3 separate regions of the Mus musculus genome follow, and all the other regions are linked to region 2. A link is a contact called in public ChIA-PET and capture Hi-C data. All regions are on one chromosome and are shown on one strand. Each heading gives the region's core, a stretch centred on a gene start, on an enhancer-like site or on the middle of the called end of the contact. The rest is flanking DNA. Distances are from core to core; before and after follow the strand shown. Region 1 holds the start of Bcl9l (B cell CLL/lymphoma 9-like). Region 2 holds the start of Scn4b (sodium channel, type IV, beta). Region 3 holds the start of Ddx6 (DEAD (Asp-Glu-Ala-Asp) box polypeptide 6).

Region 1 (2,700 bases), core at 60-2,559, 640 kb before region 2:
TTAAACAGCAGGTCCTCTATTGACCAAGGTGATTTCCCCAGGACTCCTCAGTGACTTCTGCCTTTCTGTTCTTTCCTGGTTGTGGTGTGTGTGTGTGTGTGTGTGTGTGTGTGTGTGTGTGTGTGCTGCAAACTAGGTCCTAGGACTTTGGGATCTTTTTCAGAGACAGAGTTGGAGTGGGGAAGCCCAGTGTTCTATAGGGGTTAGACGGCTGCAAAGTACCTGGGAGGTTTCCCCCTTGCTTGGAGGTTCCAGCCCGGCTTCCAGCAGCTGAGCCGGGAGCTGGAGTGTACACGGGTGTGTCTAGCTGGACCTGTCGCGGGAAGAGCCTCTAGGGCTCAAGACTCCTCCCCTTCCCTCCCCCACCTTCTACCGGGATCTCTGCTGGGGGCGGGGAAAGGGGACAGAGCAGGGGGCGGTTGCTTGAGGTGTCTGTGTTTGTGTAAGTCAGCTTGTTGGTGTCTCTGTGGCCCTCTGTGTATTCTTTGTGACTGTCGGGCTCAACTTTCTATGGCTCCCTTGTGTCTGGGTCTCAGTCTTCACATCTGTTCAATGAGTCCACCGGCTATCCCTCTGCTGGGTGGCCGGGGTATCTGTGTGCCCCAGGCTGCCCGGCGACTCCGGCTGGTTCGCGCTGCCCAGTCCCTCGGGCACACCTCCGTCGGCTGGCCGTGAGCGTCTCTAGTTTCCTGGGCTCCGTGCGTGTCTTTGTCTCCCTGTCCACGTGTGAGATGTAAGTGTGCGTGTGAGTCACAGAGAGGTGCTTGTGGGTCTCTTAAGTCCCAGCTCTGTGCGCCCAGTCTGCCCAACCGGCTAGCGCCCTTTTAGTCCCTGGAGGACTTGTCCATGTGTCTGTCTGCGCGCCCTCCAGTGGACCCGGGAGATCCACGCTGCAGTCCTGTCCGCTTCCCTCAACCTCGCTCGCTGCCTCGCTGGCTCTCTTGCTCCAAGCTCGCTCTGTCTCTACACTCGGGCTTTGCCGAAGGGGGCGGGGTAGGGGGGGTGCAAGGGAGGGGGGAGGGGAGGCTCCTGCATTCTTGCGGTCGGGGAGGAATCTGAGCCAGCGTTACTGGTCTCCAAAAGAGCCCAGCTGCAGCCTCGGGGCCCCGCCAGGCCTCTCGCTGCCCGCCCGGGCCTGCCGGGATGGGCACGGGCTAGGCCTGGAGCTGGGGGCGGGGCAGGGCAGTGCGCCCACCCCGGCCCCTGGGAGGCTGCAGCGCCCGGGGACAGGGCGCAGTGCTGGGGCGGGGCGTGAGGGATTCCCGAATCCTGGGCGAGGGGCGTGTCTCGGAGCGGGAGTCCCCCAGTGGGCCAGAGCAGACCTCGCAGCCGCCCCACGCGTCACTTTTGCGACCAAGCCTATTAGTGAATTCTGACTCTACAGCCCTTGGAGGGGGGTGCCTAGGGTGGGGGGCTTGCACGATACTGCAAGCTCCCCGTGGACAAGGTGTGGAAGGGATGGGGACTGGACTGGTCTTTAGGATTGAGAAGTCCTCTCTCTCCAATCCTATCCTACCCTATCCAGTTCCTTAGTCCCGGGGCGTTGGGTTCTCCCTTTCCCTCCCCTTCACACACCCCCTCCCTAAGTCACAAGTTTTCTCTTTGGGGCTTGTTGCTGCAGTCCCTGCTCCAGTACCGAGTACCTGGCTGGGCCCTGGGCACGCACAGGGGTCGTAGCCCCACTGTGTGTGGGAGCCATGAGGATCCTGGCTAACAAGACAAGGTGTGTGGGTGTCACGGAGGGTGGGATATATGTGTGTATGGAGAGTGGGGAAGGGAAGGGCCCATGATGATGGGGCCAAGCTGTTTGGAGAGGAGCCCTTCGGGCACCTGGTTTCCTGGCCACCAGTGGGTTGAAGGGAAGTAGCATGGTAAAGTCTGGCCCCAGGCAGGAGCTGGCAGCCAGCCTTAGCGCCTGGGCCCAGGGGGCAGAGGAGACTGGCAGCTAGCTTTGCCTGCTTCTGGTCCCTTCTTCCCTTCTAAAACCGTTAGAACAGACCCTCATCCTACCCTAGTGTTGGGGGTGTGATGGCGCCCTCCAGCCTCAGTCTAGTCGGGGGTAGGAGCTGGAGTGGGGGTGGTGCCTGCCTCCCTCCTCCCCAGGAGAAGCGGGCAGACAGGGCCAGGCGGCGGCAGCAGGACAGCAGAGCTGAAATAAATCTGAGCTGGTGTGGAATGAGGGGGGATAAATATCCTCTCCCGTGATGTGATCTTTCCAGCGGCTATTAATAGGTCTCCGGGGAGGGGGAGGCGGTGGGGGGAGCGGGCTGGAGCTTAAAGGGCCCGCAGCCTAGGCTGCAGGAATCCATGGCTTCAAGCTGTACTCTTGTCTGCTTGACATGCCCCCCCCCCCAATCCCTGCCTGCTGACAGGGCCTACTGGCCCACCCTCTTCAGGCCTTCCCCACTTAGGCTCTGGGGAGTCTTCTGGACCTGTGGGTACCACTCTCGGTTATGCTTTCCCTAGTACCCTAGGGAATAGGGCTCGGGCTTGAGCAGTGACTCACAGGTCCTGTGGCCCTTCTCAGCTAGTTGTCAGGGCACAGCGTAGTTGAGGTCTGGGGCCTTGGAAAGGAGTCTTAAACCCTAGAAGGTGCGAAGAATCCATCAGATGCTAGGGAGAAAGGGCTTTAGTGGAAGCGCTGGATCCTGGGGCTGAAGGTAGATAGATTCTGCCAAGTCAAAGCCCAGGGTTTCCATT
Region 2 (2,849 bases), core at 130-2,629:
TAATAAATCAGGATAGAGGCGTGGTGGAGAACACCTTTCATCCCAGCACTCAGGAAGGGGAAGAAGAGGCAGGGCGATCTCTGAGTTCCAGGACAGTTTGGCCTACAGGGCTACACAGAGAACTCCTGTCTCAAAACCACCACCACTACAGCAATGACAGCAGGAACAGCAACTCAGGATCATTAAGTAAAGTTTATCTCCCATCCTCGGCCTCTGACTGCTTTTCCATGGTGGCCTAGAAGATGGGATTTCTTTTCAGACTCTTCCCCAGTCATCTTGCTTTTGTGACTGGTCCTGCAGCGACTGGGGTTCCACTCAGGAACCACCCACCTGCTTATCAAACTTATCCAAGAGGAGTCCAACTCAGCAACCCCTAGGGGAAACACTAGATTCTTGGATCCCCAGAACCCTTTAGAACTCAGAGGAGGTGTGTTCCCTGGACTCATGGGCTAGCATGAGGTCCCCTAAAACTAGGAGCCCAGGGCTGCCCTCCCTGTTGCCTAGCATTGAGGATGATGCTATTTTGCATCAGGAGGTAAATATCATGGGGTCACCATCCAGCAGACAGCAGAATTCTCCAGAAAAGTTGTGTGCTTTGTTCAGAGTTCTCCAGCAGCAAACACAGGGCATCAGAGCTGTTCAACTACCATGACAACCAACGAAGCAAAAGAAAACAAGGTTCTCCCCGCAGACAGTTAACATTCTGTATACAACCTCAATGGTCTCTTATGGCGCTGAAGCCTTTCAGGAACTCCGGGTTGGAAGATGGGTGGAGGGTGTGGCGAGGTGGAGGGTGTATTTCCAAGGTTTAACTGGTCTCCGGACAGTGAGGAGGATTTGTCCTGGAGGGTAGCTTGAGTAGTTGACTAGAGGTCTTGAGGGGGGACCTTCTTGGTGTTTACGGTTGCCTCCCCACCCCCGCCTCCCCGCGCTGGGGGCAAAGCACGCTGTCTCCAAGTGACTGCCTGCCAACCCTCTAAGAAGCAAAGAGTCTGTGCAGAAATGGGTTGGTGGGCGGCGTGCAGGAGACTTTGCAGGGGAAACTAGGTTTGCCACAGCCTAAAAGCCATCCGCAGAGCGAATGAGCGGCGCGGCTGGAGGCGACGCGTGTTGGTTCAGGGCTGTACCGGTCGTCCGCAGCGGGCAAGCCGGCACACGCCCACCGGCTGCGGCAGCGCCCGCTGCGGATGTCCTCCCGGCGGTCCCCGGAGAGGCAGCCGCTGCCCTTACTCGTGTTCTCTGAGCGGAACAAAAACAGCCTTCCAACAAACCTAAAAGCTCCACCTCTACTCCCCCGTGAACTCTTCTCCTAATTGGCAGCTCGGCGCTTGGGATGATGCGGGCGTCTGCGGGCTGGCCCTGCAGTGCCAAGCCGCAGCATTCCCGTCCCGCTGGAGAGGAAGAGGGCTGCCCAGGCTGGACCCTACGGCCGTGATACACGGCGCAACGGGCACTGTGCGAAACCGACGGGGACGCCGCCCCTCCTGCGGCTGGAGCGCTTCCAGAGCAGAGGCGCATCGCAGTGCCGCTCGCCCCGGCGTCCTCCCTTCAGCTCCGGCTCCTCCTCCCCCTTCCAGCCCCGGCTCCTGCAGCCGGCTCCAAGAGGCGGCGGGCGCGCCTCCCCCTCCTTGGTCTCCCCCTCGTCTCGCTCTCTCGCGGCTAACTTTCCGGAGCCCCGACCCGCGGCTCGGAGCTCCCCTGGCAGCTGCGGGGCCCACAGACGACCTCGGGTGGAGAGCCCGGCTGTCCCCACTATTCCATCCCAAGCCCCCGGAGCGCTCCAGAGAGAACAGGACCATGTCCCGGGCTGGGAACCGAGGCAATACTCAGGCGAGATGGCTGGGCACTGGGCTTTTGGGTAAGATAGCCCCAGCTTTGTCATTTCTCTCTCTCGCCTCTTTCTTAACCCCACCCCATCCTGAAGGAGGTGAAGAGAAGTGCCTTAGACAAGGTGGCACCAAATGATTGGGATGCCGGTCTTCCTCCGGACCCTTAGCTTTAAGACTATGTTCCCTGGGAACCTTGTGCATTTTCCCCAACCCCTGCCACCCGGGCAGTGAGTTTCTTGCTTTCTTTGATGCCTTTTGGAGCTAGGTGTTGGAGCTGCAGCAGGGAAATCCTCCTGAGACCGGAGTTAAGGCATGCTGGTGGGGTGGGGGCTGGGGTGTCTACTGCCTTGAGTGTGGGGGCTCCAGGGAGTTTGCAGGTGTAGCGGTGTCTGCCGCTCTTGCCTAGTACTATTGACTTGCTTGCTTCCCTGGCAGCAGGAAATGCTCCAATGGGGGACGAGGGTCTCCCTCCCGACTCTTCGCCAGGTTCTCCCCACTTCTTCCTTTCTGGTGTCCATTGCCACTCTTTCAAATGCTGGAAGGACTTAGAAGAACCCAGAGGACCACTCAAAGGCCACCTTTTCAGAAGGTCCTTGTCCCTCTTCCTTTAAAGGGTTTCTTTGGGGAAAGACCTGTTTGGCTTGCTACTGGCTTTTCATTTTGGGGAAGGCTGGGAAGAGAGAGGAGTCAGGCCCAGAGGACACAGAGGGTATAGACTCTTATGGCTATCTATTAATATTCACATGATGGTTTTGAGTGTCAAACTCCAAGAGATTAAGCAATGGTATTTATTAGTCCAGACCAGAATCTAATCTTCTACACAGCCTGACTTCCAATGTAAGCTGACTCCGTCTCTGGCACCTGTGCCTCTTCCTGTTTATATAAAGTCAAGTTTGGTTTTTGACAGCATAACCCACCCACCCACCCCCCACTGGATCAGGCACATGGTGGAGGTATCTGTGCTGGAAGCAGGGGGCACAGGCCTCTTATAGGAAGCCACTGCTGCTCTTGCGCCTGGAA
Region 3 (2,930 bases), core at 151-2,650, 530 kb before region 2:
GCTCTCAAGTAAAAAACAAAAAACAAAAAACAGGAGAGCGCAGCGGTTTAAAAGGGGGGGGGGGGCTTCAGACTTATTCTGATTGGATGTTGCTAGCTAAGAAGCAGGAGGGCTGGAAGCAGGGAGTCATTGGTTTAGAGAGCATATTTGGCTTTCTCTGATTGGTCTCAAGTTGGAAGCAGCGGTAAAAATATGGAAGCTGCAAGTCAGTGACTAAGTACTGACTGTCCAGGATTCCCTAACGTCGGTGTTTAGTAAGGAATCGCACTGTCCCAAAGGGTTTAACCACTGTCAGTATTTCCAGCCCTCCAGCAGCGTAAGACGCGAGTTTTTAACTTTCTCCGGCCCAGCTCGATTTTTACTTAACAAACAAAAAAGTTTGTTTTGCTTGGAACAAGACGACTTTCTAGGTTAAGGATAAGACATCAGGATCCGAGAATCATAGAAACAAACGCACAAATATCTGCAGTAAGGGTCAGGCAGGAGAATCTACGGGTCTCCCATTTGCACAGCGAGCCCTCACTGGTAGAGGCGATCCGCCCTTCTTTCTAGAAGAGTGCCACTGCGGGCAGGAGCAAAGGGTCACCTCGCCTGCACTCCGGGTTTGATAGCCCACGACCGAGGGCGCGCTCCCGGCTCACTGCTTCCCCCGGTGCCCCTTCCCGCTCCCTCTCAGACAGCATCGGCCCCAAAGGCCCCACTTTTCTGCACGCCCTGGCCTCGCAGCGTCCTCCCGGCCATCCCAGCTCAGCTTCCGGACCCGCGCAGGCTGCCCTCCGAGTGTGTCCGAGGTCAGCAGTCAGCAGACGTCCCCTCCGGCCCGGGACCCGTCAGCCCAGCTCCGAAGGGACGAACGAAGGCAAGGGCGACAGTCCTCGGCCACCGCCATTCATTTCCCCAGCGGTCTCGTCAGCTCTGCAGGCAAGCCCTCTCGCCCGTCCGTCCATCCGTCCGTCCCTCCGTCCCGAAAGCAACCCCGTGTTTCCCTGAGCTCGGCCCCGTCAAAGGCCGGTCTCTCCCGACCCTCGCCCGCCGCGCCCAGGAAGCCGTGACGCCGCGGCGGCTGCAGCTGCAGCGGCCGAGCTCTCGCCATCTTGTGTGGAGGAGGAGGAGCCGCGGCCGCCGCCATGCGGAGCGGCTGGGAAGGAGGGAGGGAGGCGACGGCGGCGGGCGAGGGAGGGGGCAGAGCAGCAGAGTCAGCTCAGCCCGGCGGCGGCGACATCGGGGGCGCCGGCACAGCGGGCGCCGGCCGAGGTAGTGCGGGGTGGCGGCGGCGGCGGCGGCGGCGAGCTGCGCGGGCAGCGAGCGTCGCGGCGGGGGCGGGGCGGGGCGGCGGGCGTCGCGGCGAGGGGCCGGGTGGGGGCGGGCGGAGGTTTCCGAGGAGGAAGGAGCCGCCGCCATTTTGGGAGCTTCGAGTCAACAATAAAGGACCGAGGGTGCGGAGCGGGAGTGGCCTCGGTGGTAGGACTCGGGCCCGAGCCGCGGGGCGTGGGGTGAGGCGGCGTGGTCGGGGTCGGCAGGATCCTGAGGGTATCAGGGAGCCCCCTTCGGGCAGAAGCCCGAGGCCCAGGCCTGGCCCGGGAGGACGGGCGGGTGGCCGCTGAGAAGAGCGGGGGCGGCGGAGAGGAGTGGAACCGAGGAATGTGGCGTGTGCGGGGTATGGAGGAGGAGCGGCGGGGAGCTCTGGACGAGCGGTGCGGTAGACGGGAGCGGGGACGGAACACCGGCCGGGACACCCGAGTGAGGTTGGGAGTGCGAGGCAGGGCAGCCCTGCGGGGGGTGGCAGGGCTGTGCTGGCCGGGGACTCGGCTGGGAGAGGAGCCGCGGCTGCTCGCTTGCAAGTAGGCCTTGCAGGTTGGTGGGGACAGAGGGTTTGGGGGAGACTCGGCGGCGTAAGAGGGGAGGAGAGGCGGTCCAGTTTCGGGGTTCTCTTCCGGGCCTTCTGAGGGGGGGGAGTCCCTATTGTTTCCCACTCGCAGAGCTGGTTCCGGCTCTTGTGGCGCAGATAGGATTGCAGGGCAGAAACCCTTTTGCTTTTTGATCCGAGGGAGCTGGGTTTGAAGCGAGGGAAGTTGGGGGAGGGGGCGAGGAATTATTGCCTTACGGTTACCGGACTCCGATTCTTGGCTTAGGGTTTTCCCTTCGCCATAGCCCCCCTTTACCTTCGTAAGAACCCCAATCACTCCTACTTCCTGTTGAGGCGTATAGAAATCGCCCTGTATTTGCAAACAAAAGCCCTTGTTGGAGCTTATGGGACTGTTTTAGGTGTGAAAACTGTCAATTGCTAACCACGGTCTGGGCCCTGCTGTAATTAACTCTGCCAGGGGCTCCTCCCAACTAAGTCTTATGTTCCTTCGTGGTTTTGTTTTAGGAATATAACTTGCAAATCTAAATTGGGAAGGGGTAGGACGAAAAATTTCCCACTGAGCCATAAAGCTGCAGTGCAGGTATCCGTTTCTGGAGGGAGCAGTTATCGAAGTCTCTGGGTTTAAGGCGCTAGGAGGTTTTACTGTGCTTGATTGACAGTACTGATGGTGTCGGTTAGGATTCAGAGGTTGCCCCCTTCATCCTCTTAGTGCTGTACAAACAGTAAGCCTTCCTGTTTGACGGACCTGATACTGTTGATCGTATGCTGTCAATACAGAAAATACCTATTGAGATAACAAATAAACAATTTAATGTGATAGAAGCATTTGTGAGCAAGTTGATGTATTTAACTTGAGATATCTTTTGACTTCTAAATTATGGATTTGGGATACTTGGTTTGAGGCAAAGATAACCAGTACTAATTAAGCTAGTGTTTCGGGTGCCAGTGAAATGTAAGGGGGTTACAAAATAAAACTGAAGGAGTTGGACTTATACTTACAAGTCCTTAGTAATATTTTATTTACCAAATTTTGAGAATTCCATTTGGGGAACAATTTAAAGTA

Evidence for each region. ChIA-PET counts read pairs in DNA pulled down with a chosen protein or histone mark. Capture Hi-C pulls out chosen DNA fragments and counts their contacts.
Region 1: a contact with region 2 is called in a capture Hi-C map of embryonic stem cells, with 2.6 times the contacts expected there. The contact joins the promoter of Bcl9l here to the promoter of Scn4b in region 2. A contact is called at or near these places in 3 of 39 promoter capture datasets (embryonic stem cells, hippocampal neurons and stem cell-derived epiblast-like cells), 1 of 484 Hi-C or Micro-C datasets (embryonic stem cells), 5 of 115 datasets of contacts at active chromatin or transcription factors (embryonic stem cells and epiblast stem cells) and 2 of 9 other capture datasets (embryonic stem cells and liver).
Region 3: an RNA polymerase II ChIA-PET map of memory CD8 T cells shows a contact between it and region 2, with 100 read pairs. The contact joins the promoter of Ddx6 here to the promoter of Scn4b in region 2. A contact is called at or near these places in 2 of 39 promoter capture datasets (pre-B cells and stem cell-derived epiblast-like cells) and 1 of 115 datasets of contacts at active chromatin or transcription factors (memory CD8 T cells).

The regions. Positions count from the first base shown.
Region 1 is chr9:44,497,827-44,500,526 of GRCm38.p6, forward strand. It overlaps Bcl9l (B cell CLL/lymphoma 9-like), which reads left to right and starts at 1,310. Exons shown (of 9, transcript NM_030256.3): 1 at 1,310-1,447; 2 at 1,622-1,723. The coding sequence starts at 1,698.
Region 2 is chr9:45,137,245-45,140,093 of GRCm38.p6, forward strand. It overlaps Scn4b (sodium channel, type IV, beta), which reads left to right and starts at 1,380. Exons shown (of 5, transcript NM_001013390.3): 1 at 1,380-1,858. The coding sequence starts at 1,798.
Region 3 is chr9:44,603,492-44,606,421 of GRCm38.p6, forward strand. Ddx6 (DEAD (Asp-Glu-Ala-Asp) box polypeptide 6) reads left to right here and starts at 1,401. Exons shown (of 14, transcript NM_181324.3): 1 at 1,401-1,461.